Linked DNA regions of Mus musculus: region 1 is linked to region 2. The links are chromatin contacts, called in public Hi-C maps. All regions are on one chromosome and are shown on one strand. The core of a region is the stretch at or near the end of the contact, and the rest is flanking DNA. Distances in the headings are between cores, read along the strand shown. Region 1 has its middle 27 kb from the start of Gm33849. Region 2 has its middle 62 kb from the start of Gm15326.

Region 1 (5,014 bases), core at 679-3,178, 290 kb before region 2:
TTTTTTTCCTTCCCTTCCCTTCCCTTCCCTTCCCTTTCCTTTTCCTTTCCTTCCCTTCCCTTCCCTTCCCTTCCCTCCCCTCCCTTCCCCTTCCCTTTTCCCTTCCCTTTCCTTTTCTAAAACATAAGGTAAGATAAAAATGCATATAACAAGGCAATAAATAATACTATCATAACAAGTAAAGTCATACCTCAATCTTGTGATATACCTTAGCATTTAATTTTTAGCCTTTTCTTCTGAGTAGTTTTGATGTTTCATGCATCTAATGGGTTCTACAAAGATTGTAGAAATAAATTGGCCTGCAATGCAATAGGTAGCACTGACAAGAGCAGTTATTAGTGGCTTGGGCTAGACTTAGCTAAGGCATTAGTAAGCCCAGATATTAATCCATCTGGTCCGGTGAAAATTTCCCTAGACGGTCTTACTATGTAGCTCTGGCTTTCCTGGGACTCCCAGAGTTCTGCCGTTGCCTCTGTCTCCTGGGTGCTGCAATCAAAGACATACACCAGCATCTCTTACCCAGGGATTAGGCATTTTAAAGAAACAAAAGCCATCTAGACAGAGAAGTAGGATGCACACTGATGCATGCAGGAGTGGGCTGTGTAGCCTGTGTGGAAGATGGCATTGCTGATGGATGCGGGGGATGTAGAAGATAGCCCTTCTGTCCTCAACATGCCTATGGTTATTGTTACTTGGTTGCTTTTGGTGGACAAAAGATCATAGTGATCCTTCAAGCTCCTTTAATCTGCAACATTGTTTCTCTCAGTAAACACACATCTAGTGCTCTGAGAAAGAAAAAGAGAGAAGGGACGGCTGAAACTGCTATGTCGGTGGCTCACCAGCCTTCCAGGTTGAGGCCCAGCTGCAAACAGAAGCTCGGTTTAAAGCTACTGGATTAAAATCAAGCTTCCTAATTGGATACTCACGAAAAGATTTCAGAAGCTGGAAAATTTGGGTCTCTCAGCTTTTAATAGTGGGAATCAGGGAATAGTGATTCCTAGGACCCATTGCTTCCTGCTTTAACTTTTCATATTATGTAGTAAAATTACTATCATTTTCTATATGTGCTGAGCATGGGAGTACCAGATTAGGACATCATCTTCTGATGGGGGTCATCACCTGAAATTATTACCAGTCATTATCACTTCAGCAAGAATTTTTTTTTTTTAATGAATTTTGTCCCTGCCAGTTATCAATGGGAAGGACATTTGTCTGGCCAGTCTTGGGAAGGGAGTTGGTGGGAATATGGGTACAAGCCAGCCCACTTAGAAAAGGAAGACAGAACGGTAAACCTGGCGTCGCAAAGGTCAGAGGGAAGCAAAACCCTGTGACAAGGACTCTAGAGAGAGAAGAGGACACTGATGTGGCCACCAAGGCCCAAGGCTCCGAGGCAGTAGCTCAGTCCCTGTCAGCATAGCACACAAAACCGCAGATTTTCTTTTTTCTTCTGGAAGAGAGTTCTCTCACAGGGTGTGTGCTCCTCTGAGAGACCACGAGTAGATTCCTCACCTGGAAGAAGTCAGACTTGAGTTTTCAAAGGATGGGTGAAGAATGCCAAATGGGGGAATCCGTCAAGGAAGGAGACAGGTCCTGACAGACCCAGACTGAAGAAACAAAGCTGCCTCCCGCCTCCTCCCACCCCCACATCCTTTTCCTCCGTTTCCCAACTCCTTCCCATTGCTCTGACTCATGAGTGTCAGCCACGGGGGTGCTCCTCGTCTCTCAGCCTGATCTCTCACTGTGGGGCCTTTTCTTCTCATCCTTTTCCACAGGGTCGGGCAGGAGTCCAGACACATCCACTTTCCCAAAGGCCCCCACAGATGGGTAGCTTCCTGGCAGGCAACTTCCCCAGGCCAAAATGATTCGCCTCCTAGCACGGTGCGACAGACGGACACGCTGAAGCTCGGGCTTTTCCACCGAGGGGCTTCACACAGCCTTGCCAATTCTTTACCAGGCCCCTCTTTGCCGTTGGCCAGTCTCCTTTCACAGCACTCTCTGTCCATCACCCGCCCCGGTAGCCAAAGGCTCTTTCAGTTCTCTCGGCTTCATCTTGGACTCTGGCCGACTGAAGCTTGTCAAGGAGATGCCTGATGTCCCTTCCGCCACCACCGTTAGCGGCTTCAGATCCTTCACCTCAGTGATGCGCTTCAGAGAAGGGAGTTCTCACGTCTAAATCAGGGAGTATTCGACCAAGGCACCAAGAGAATGATAGCTACACGGTCATTTTCGAATGGAAATGTAAAGATAAAGATGTACTGAAGCCAGGGAAATAAAATCCTCAGAAGAGAGTTGAAGAGGATTGGGGGAAGGGTGTGGAGAAAAAAACAAAACAAAACAAAACAAAACAGAGATTGTCCTTGTGAACAACCGAAGACCTCTTATAGGGAGTCCAAAATTACACTAAAAATCTTAAAAGATGGCTTTAGAACCAGGAAGCATTGTTTCTTGTTTAAATCCACATTCACACCAGAGCTCTGCGAATATGCTGGTTCCGTCGGTGACTGACTAGCTCCTTTGCTCCCCTGTGAGTGTAAAACCCATTCTTTGGTAACTCAGCCCCACCCCTCTGTATGCCACTCCTTTCTCTCTCCCTGTGAGAGGTCCCATCGTTAGACATCTGAAGGTAATGCCAGGCGAGAAACTTTTACGTGCTTGGTGCAGGACACAGGGACAGAACAGAATTCTCCCATCTGTCTGGCCACAGGGCCCATATTCCATGTATGGCCTCCAACCCTTCCAGTTTTGTTGGATGAATTTAATTTATGTGCCGTCTGGACGTAGAAACCCCAGCTTCAGGACATATTACTCTCATCCAACTCTTAGAACAGCAGGGAAGCCGATCCCTTTAGCGTGGCAATGATGCCCTAAAGGTCAAGACACTAACCACTCACATCTCTGGGGAGTATACAGCCAAGGTGTGAAGAGTGTGGCTTGGGCCCTGCAGTGGCCTGCCGGGACGCTAAGTTCTCCACCAAGCCTTGTCTGAATCCAGTGACATCGCCCCAGATTCACTCACAAGGACCTACAGCCATGCGGCGGCATCGCGGCCATGGGCTATCATTCTCTTCTCTGTCTTCCAATCCCCCCAGTGTGCTTCTATCGCAGGGGCTTCCTTGGCTTCCCGAGACCTGGATGTGGTCCCTCTCTGCCCTTCCTTACTTCATCTAAAGTTTAGATGAACTTCTAAACAGTTTGAACCACAGGGAGGCGCTGGTGGGGGAGGGGCGGAGTTATCACTACCCTGTGAGAGATCCTTAGAGGGAAACCAGCCCCCCCGCCACCCTCAGCAGGCTACATTTTAACATTTCCGCACTTCATCTTATCCTACGATCATAGCTGAACACACAGGGAAAGTCTATCACTTACTGCTCTTCGCTTCTGTCAGGCAGGGGTTAGGCTCATTTTGCCTCCTAGAACTACTCGGAGGTTGGAGACTCATCGGGCCCTCGTGGCTGGTAGTACTGTGGCGTCTAATAAGTGATATGCATCCGCCAGGATGCTGGAATCAGTTTCTTAACAATGTTGGGCGCAACAGTGAGTTTCTTTTTGGAGAGGCTCTCTGGAACCTCCAAATGGCTGTGGGGGCTGGGATGCCTTTATTCTCGGCCACACCACAGCCCGTTGGCACCGGATCTCTGACCTGCGGTGGTTTTTACAGTGCAGCCCCGTCCTGGTTCTGACTCCTCCGCATTCATCTGTATTCCCAAGGGAGGCAGAGAGTGTAAACCAGACACTAGAGTGAGCCTGGGAAGGCCCAGAGGCTTTGAAAGGAGCTGGCTAACCGGGCACTTGGGAATGATGCCCTTTCTCTCTTTGGTGTCCTTTTATCTGGCTCCAGTTGGCTTCAGAAGGCCAGCCAGCTCCAGCCTCCCACCCCTGTCTGGGGTAGCAGCAGGCAGGGGCAGGGGCGGGACAACCAACTTCTTCACTCTATCTTGCTCTGGCCATATTCATCACGGTGGCTTTTGCATTCACAAAACTAAAATGTATAAGCCCACCCTCCCTGCAACTCTCTCCCTATTTACCTATTTATATTTTGAGACAGAGTGTTCCTCTGTAGCTCAGGCCCAAATTCATCTTCCTGTCTTTACTTCTTGAGTGATGGAATTACATGCCTGAGCCACTACATCCGGCTAGTATCTTCTTTCTTTAAACAACTAATTAGTTGTTAGTTATAGTTATAATTAGTTAATTAGTTATGTAGGTGTGTATGTGTGTGTGGTGTGTGTGTGTGTGTGCACGCATGTGTATCTATATGTGTATGGGTGCAGGTGCATATACATTGCTTTTCAACACAGTTAACTGACTCATTTTCTCTAAATATGATTTTATCTCACACTTGAAGAGAAGACAGATTCCTAAGTATCAGAGTTCAGGTTTGGAGCCTCTGCCAGTTTGTCTCGAGCACTAGAATAATTCTGCAGCATCAGCACCCAGCAGCCCCGTCAGCCTTTCATAGGCTCCTCTCACACAGCAATTAGAGGCACGGAGTCCAAAGCCGAGCTGTGGTTTCCCCTTGGAGCAATGCTTGTGCTGGTAATGAACGTATTTCAGGTGTGAAACCACCAACTCTCTGAGACTGGGCTTTTGTCTCTTGGGTGGATGTTTGTGTCCTAGGTGATGAAAGCAGAAAAAGCTGGTGACATTGTCAGGAAGGCAGAGTTTAATGCAGGTGAAAAGATAAAATGAACTGGAAGTCAGCCCTAGCAATGTTGCCTGCTGGGGCCACAGGTACACAGCTCAGTGACTTGGTCATCCTACTTGGTGATGGGTTGCTCCAACACTTATCCCTTTGAAAATCTTGCTTTCTATAAAAAGCTTCTCTCTTAAAATTTGAAGTATCCCTTAGTCTGCAGGAGTATTTCATGTACTCACAAGAGAAAACCGTCTTTTAGAGTGAACAGGTTCAAAAGACTTCAGAACCTTCAGAAACTCAAAGGATTTTATTTTTAAATTATGTCCCCATGCCGTTTGTGTGTATGTGTATGCATGTGTGTGTGTGTGTGTGTGTGTG
Region 2 (4,848 bases), core at 2,155-4,654:
GTACAGTGTGCAGAAGATGGCCTTACTAATTAACAGGTGGCAAGAAAGGAGGGGCCAGCTCTGCGCAGATCAGGAGTTAGCTGTTTCCAACGTTTGAGCAAGCACAAAAGCCAAAAGCAGAGGTGGCATAGTCTTGGGACAACACAAGGAACAGCTCATCTAGTTTCTTGCTATTGGACCTGTTGTAACCCTTGAATTACTGAAACTAGAGAGACTTCAGTGCTGTGTACAGACAGTTTGCCTCTGCGTCCCCCACCCCCACCCCCACCTGAAGTTCTCATCTTCCCTCCAGCCCATGGCAAGCACCATATGCAGAGAGTTGGTTTCTGTGCTGCGTCCTCCTGCAGCAAACCCAGGGCTCCCTCCTTCTTCCCTGGCTGCTCCCCTAGTGTTACAATGGCACTACCCATAAAACTCCCCCTTAATAAAGACATTCTAAGAAACAGCTCGAAACATCCTCCCCAACTTGGTGTCTCCAAAAACCAACCCTCCTCCTGATAAGCAGCAGAACTCTCCAGATGCCTGTCCTTGGGACCTTAGAGAAATAACAAGTTCAAGGGAGACTAGGGCCTAGCATTTAAATCATGGAGAAAAGGTGATCAGAGGTCAGAACAATTACTACTAGCCATGAAATTAGTCCCTGAACAGACACACCCATTAACCCCCACTCCTGCTTCAGTGCCATTCCACCAAATGATTACAGCCCTCTGCTCCCCTTTTCTGTGAACATTCACGGGATTCCTAACTATACTGTATATAAATCCAGTGCTTTCTGGACTCAGGGTCACTTGCCAGCATTCACACAGTGAGTGTGAGGCAGGTGATCCGAATTTGAACTTGAAACAATAAAAATACTCTTTTGCGAGTTGCAGCGGACTTCACAATTCTTGGGCTCATCTGGGTTTCCCGTGGACTTGGGGCACAACAGAAGGTATAGAGTAAAAGAGAACCCACTTAAACCAGTGGTTCTCAACCTTTCTAATGCTGTGACCCTTTAATACAGTGCCTCATGTTGTGGTGATCCCCGGACCATAAAATTATCTAGTTGCTTAGTTGCTTCTTCATAACTGTAGCTTTGCTACTGTTACGAATCGTACTGGAAATATTTGTGGAGATGAAAGGTTGCCGTAGGGGTTGCGACCTACAGGTTGAGAACCGCTGGCTTAGACTGGTGCATTTAGACGCAGTTGCACTGTACTGTTGACCTGTTGTAGTCATATAATGATGGTGATGATGGTGGCTTGAAGGGGAGTGAGGTGGACTGTTGAGAGTATCAGCAGAATTGGTGAGAAGCTATTAGATTTCCTGCAGGTAGGACCAACTGGATTTTCCTGTGGGTTGGCTATAGAGTATGGGGAAAAGAATCAAAGATGAAGTCAAAGCTTTCCATGAGCGCATCTTGGGTTGAATTGCCATTTGCAAGAATGATAAAGGCCGGGGGAGGGGGATTTGGATTTCAGGAGATTATGATCATGAGTTTAGTCCTAAATGTACCTCTTAGATATCCAACTAATAAAATTGGTTGACATAATTAGCAGACTGTCCTATTAGAGGTGTATCTCAAGGTTGCAGTTGAATACACAAAGAAGATTTATTTCCAGCCTGGAGACATGAATTTTGGTATCATTAACATGCAGATAATAGTGAAAGGGATGAGAGTGGATGACATCGCCTACTGAGAGTAGACAGAAAGGAAAATGCAGGGTCCTAGGACACTTCGATGCTTAGGGGTCATTAAGATAAGGAGGAACAGGCAAAAAGGTAGATGAAGATCCCAGAGCGGAAGATAAAGTTTGGCGGCCTGTATTCCCAGTAGGCCATGACCCACACTGATTCCAAAGACAGGTTAAACTCTAATGGAACGAAGAAGACACAGGAGGCTAAATTTGCTTTTCCCCCTTATGGTTCAGCCTGCCTAGAGTAATTTAGAGTATATTTTCTTGTTCAATTTTCATTGTATATATTCATCATATATGGTACTATGCTATGTGAGAACATTTTCATACAAGTATATATTATACAATGAACATATTCCTGTAATGTCCCCTCCTCTCTGCATCTTCTCCCTCTGTCTCACATTACTTCCCTTTGTTCCCCCAGATACTTTCACTTCTGCTTTTGTGTCATATGTACATACATGATGTTCTGTAACTATATAAAATCTAGGGCTCACAAGTGAGAAGAAACGTGGTGTTTGTCTCAATTCACTTAATCTGATTGCCTCAGGTTCATTCATTTCCTGCACACCATACAACATCATTCATTTTTATGGCTAACCAATCTCTAGTGTGTATATAGAACATGTTTTCATTCCTTTTTTTCCTTTTAGAATGCAGTTAGGAATGATGCTAGTTTAGTAAAGTAGAACTTGTAGGTTCGTCTCCAAGATCCATGACTTCAGCCACCTTGACGAGTGGGCTAGATTTCCAATGCCCGACATGATTTCTCTCCTGTTGAGAAGTAGATCACATTTTCTTTTTCTGTTCCTTGGTTAGCTTAGCTGCTAGGATAATGCTTCAGCAAACATTGATGTGTAAACATCTTTGCTATGTTGACTTGATGTCTTTTGAGTAAAGACCCAGGAGTATTATTGCTGGGTCATACGGTAGATCGAGTTTTAGGTTTTTGAGAAACAGATACTCGTGATCACCTTGCTAGAATTTTATGTACATGGTCTAAGGAGCTCACACCACCACAGTAGTTATGCAATTATCTCTATTTTACAAATACAGAGACATAGTTTAGTGACTTCCCCACTGTGACATATCTAAGTGTGGCAAAGGAGAGATAGCCCGGAACAGCTAACCTTTGGCATGTACTATACAGTTTTCCCTTTCCATTATATCAGAACAGTATATAGACTTTCAGATCTCCCAGGGTACACCCATTCCAACATAACGTATGAAAAGGGAAGCTTACAGTTGGCAATATAAACCTTGAATGCGCTGGTGAAAAAGAAAATGGATTCATGAACAGACTCAGAGTTATGCTTTCAAGTTCAAATGCAATTGAGTAAGAAACTAAACACAAGATAAGAGTGGTCAGATGACTCAAAGAGCAAGCTTTATCATCCCAGCACAGTTGAAGAGGACGCAGTACAACATTGTAAGAAGAACCATTAAAATATGACTATTATCGTGTCTTTATCATTCCCATAGCAACCTAGTATTCCCTGCCAAAAAAATAACTCAGTAGGCACCAAGAATTTTCAGCTACTCTTTTAGCACCAAACCCTTCCCACAGCCATTTGTATTAACATTTGCAAAAGATTTATTTCCCTTTGATTCAAATAATTCCACATTCCCAAGAATATCTGGACTGGAGCATGTCCAACTGCCCGCAGGGTCTGCAGCCGTCGCCTCTGTCCTGGGTAGCTCGCTCAGTGCCCATGAATAGCTCATTGTTGAAGACAAACCCACTGCAGAGAACAGAGGAAACACAGAAGAAGAGTCAGTGCCATGATCTGGAGACCAGTCTGGACTTCCAGCAATGAAGCTGGCAGCAGCAGCAAGCACCCCAGCCTGTTGTGAATTGGGGTGACCAGTGCTTCCCAGATCAAGGCTCCCTGAAGGTATTCCCCACTTCAGAATCCACCAGCAACTTACCTCCAGACATACTGAACCTAGATCCTTCTGTATAACCAAAAAGAAAACAATATAGGCTGAAACTCAAACTGAAAAATCAACCTCAAGCATTTGTATCAGGATCAAACACGGGTGCTATAGAAAAATACAAGATCGCTTTCAAGTAGTCTGCATGGCTTAACAACTGGCCAAAAATTTAAGAAGGGTTCTCACTTGATGAAGACTGAACTCTCAAATCTGCTCTGATGTTTGCTACTGACTTTCTACAAATATTCTGTTTATCCACTCAGGCTAATCAGCACATCAGAGAATGAACTAAGTGCCCACTTCAAATCAAGGGTTAAAAAGAATTATACCTTTTAGCTATTTGAGGGTGGTCAAAGAAACTCATAAGTTGTTTCGGTGATTGAACCAAACTCAGTTGCAGAGTTAATCAAATGTGGCATAATGCAGTCTTTTGACATAGGGATCATATTTGCCATCTCAGACATGTACTGGTCTACAATTAATGCCTGATGAGTATAACTTAGTAGCCACAAGCTTGTATTTTTGAGCATATGACTAATTTTAAAAGTTATACCTCCTGGTACTTATCCAGTCCTTCTTCAACTTATTTAGGATTTTACATTTTTACATAAGTCAGAAAAACACCATGATTATGGATAAATTTCCAGCCATATTCTTTTTCTTCCGGCATTCACAAATGCATCAAAACGTATTAGAGAAAAGTGATAAAGGGATCCAGTATGGTCTGGGGATTTGGCTTAGCAGTGTCATGCTTACCTAGTACATACACGGCCCTGAGTTTGATCCCTGGCACTACAGGAACACAGAAACAGCAGTGTGATTCAGTGGAGGTCACAACCTATCTGCAAATCCAATGGCCACGTCTTTTCAAGTAAACACATATCTGACTTTACACTCTAGGGGAAGGAGGGGATCACGCTAACTTGTTCTGACACACACTCCTCCTCCCCAACTGCTCTATTTACCATTCCTGAAACTAAAGCCAGAGGCCACACAGAATCTGAACCTCTAACCTATGGACATAGCCTTGTCTTCACTGAGGCCATTAGTGTATTAAAAACACAATGAAGAGCTGCTGGTTGGGCAAAGTCATTTTTCCTTTGACATTTAATTATCAGTAGAAAAGTATTTCTGTCTTAATACCCACATTCTGGCATATAATTACTGTAATAAAGTCTACTTCTTCCCTTTGGGTGACCGCTGCCAGTACCATGAAATCATGGCAATGGTTGTAAAA

What was found. Hi-C and Micro-C count contacts between places; a contact is called where the count stands out from the background.
Region 1: a Hi-C map of cerebellum shows a contact between it and region 2, with 1.6 times the contacts expected there. The contact joins two enhancer-like sites. A contact is called at or near these places in 2 of 484 Hi-C or Micro-C datasets (bone marrow-derived macrophages and cerebellum), 2 of 115 datasets of contacts at active chromatin or transcription factors (embryonic stem cells and oligodendrocyte precursor cells) and 1 of 9 other capture datasets (embryonic stem cells).

What each region holds. Positions count from the first base shown.
Region 1 is chr13:112,210,790-112,215,803 of GRCm38.p6, reverse strand. No RefSeq gene overlaps it. Among named protein-coding and RNA genes, the nearest start is that of Gm33849, 27 kb to the right of the region's middle. Within about 2 kb of position 1,928, at least 18 of the 459 cell types and tissues checked have an H3K27ac peak or open chromatin away from gene starts, as enhancers often do. A contact at or near this core is called in cerebellum, where this site is marked.
Region 2 is chr13:111,927,372-111,932,219 of GRCm38.p6, reverse strand. No RefSeq gene overlaps it. Among named protein-coding and RNA genes, the nearest start is that of Gm15326, 62 kb to the right of the region's middle. Within about 2 kb of position 3,404, at least 33 of the 459 cell types and tissues checked have an H3K27ac peak or open chromatin away from gene starts, as enhancers often do. A contact at or near this core is called in cerebellum, where this site is marked.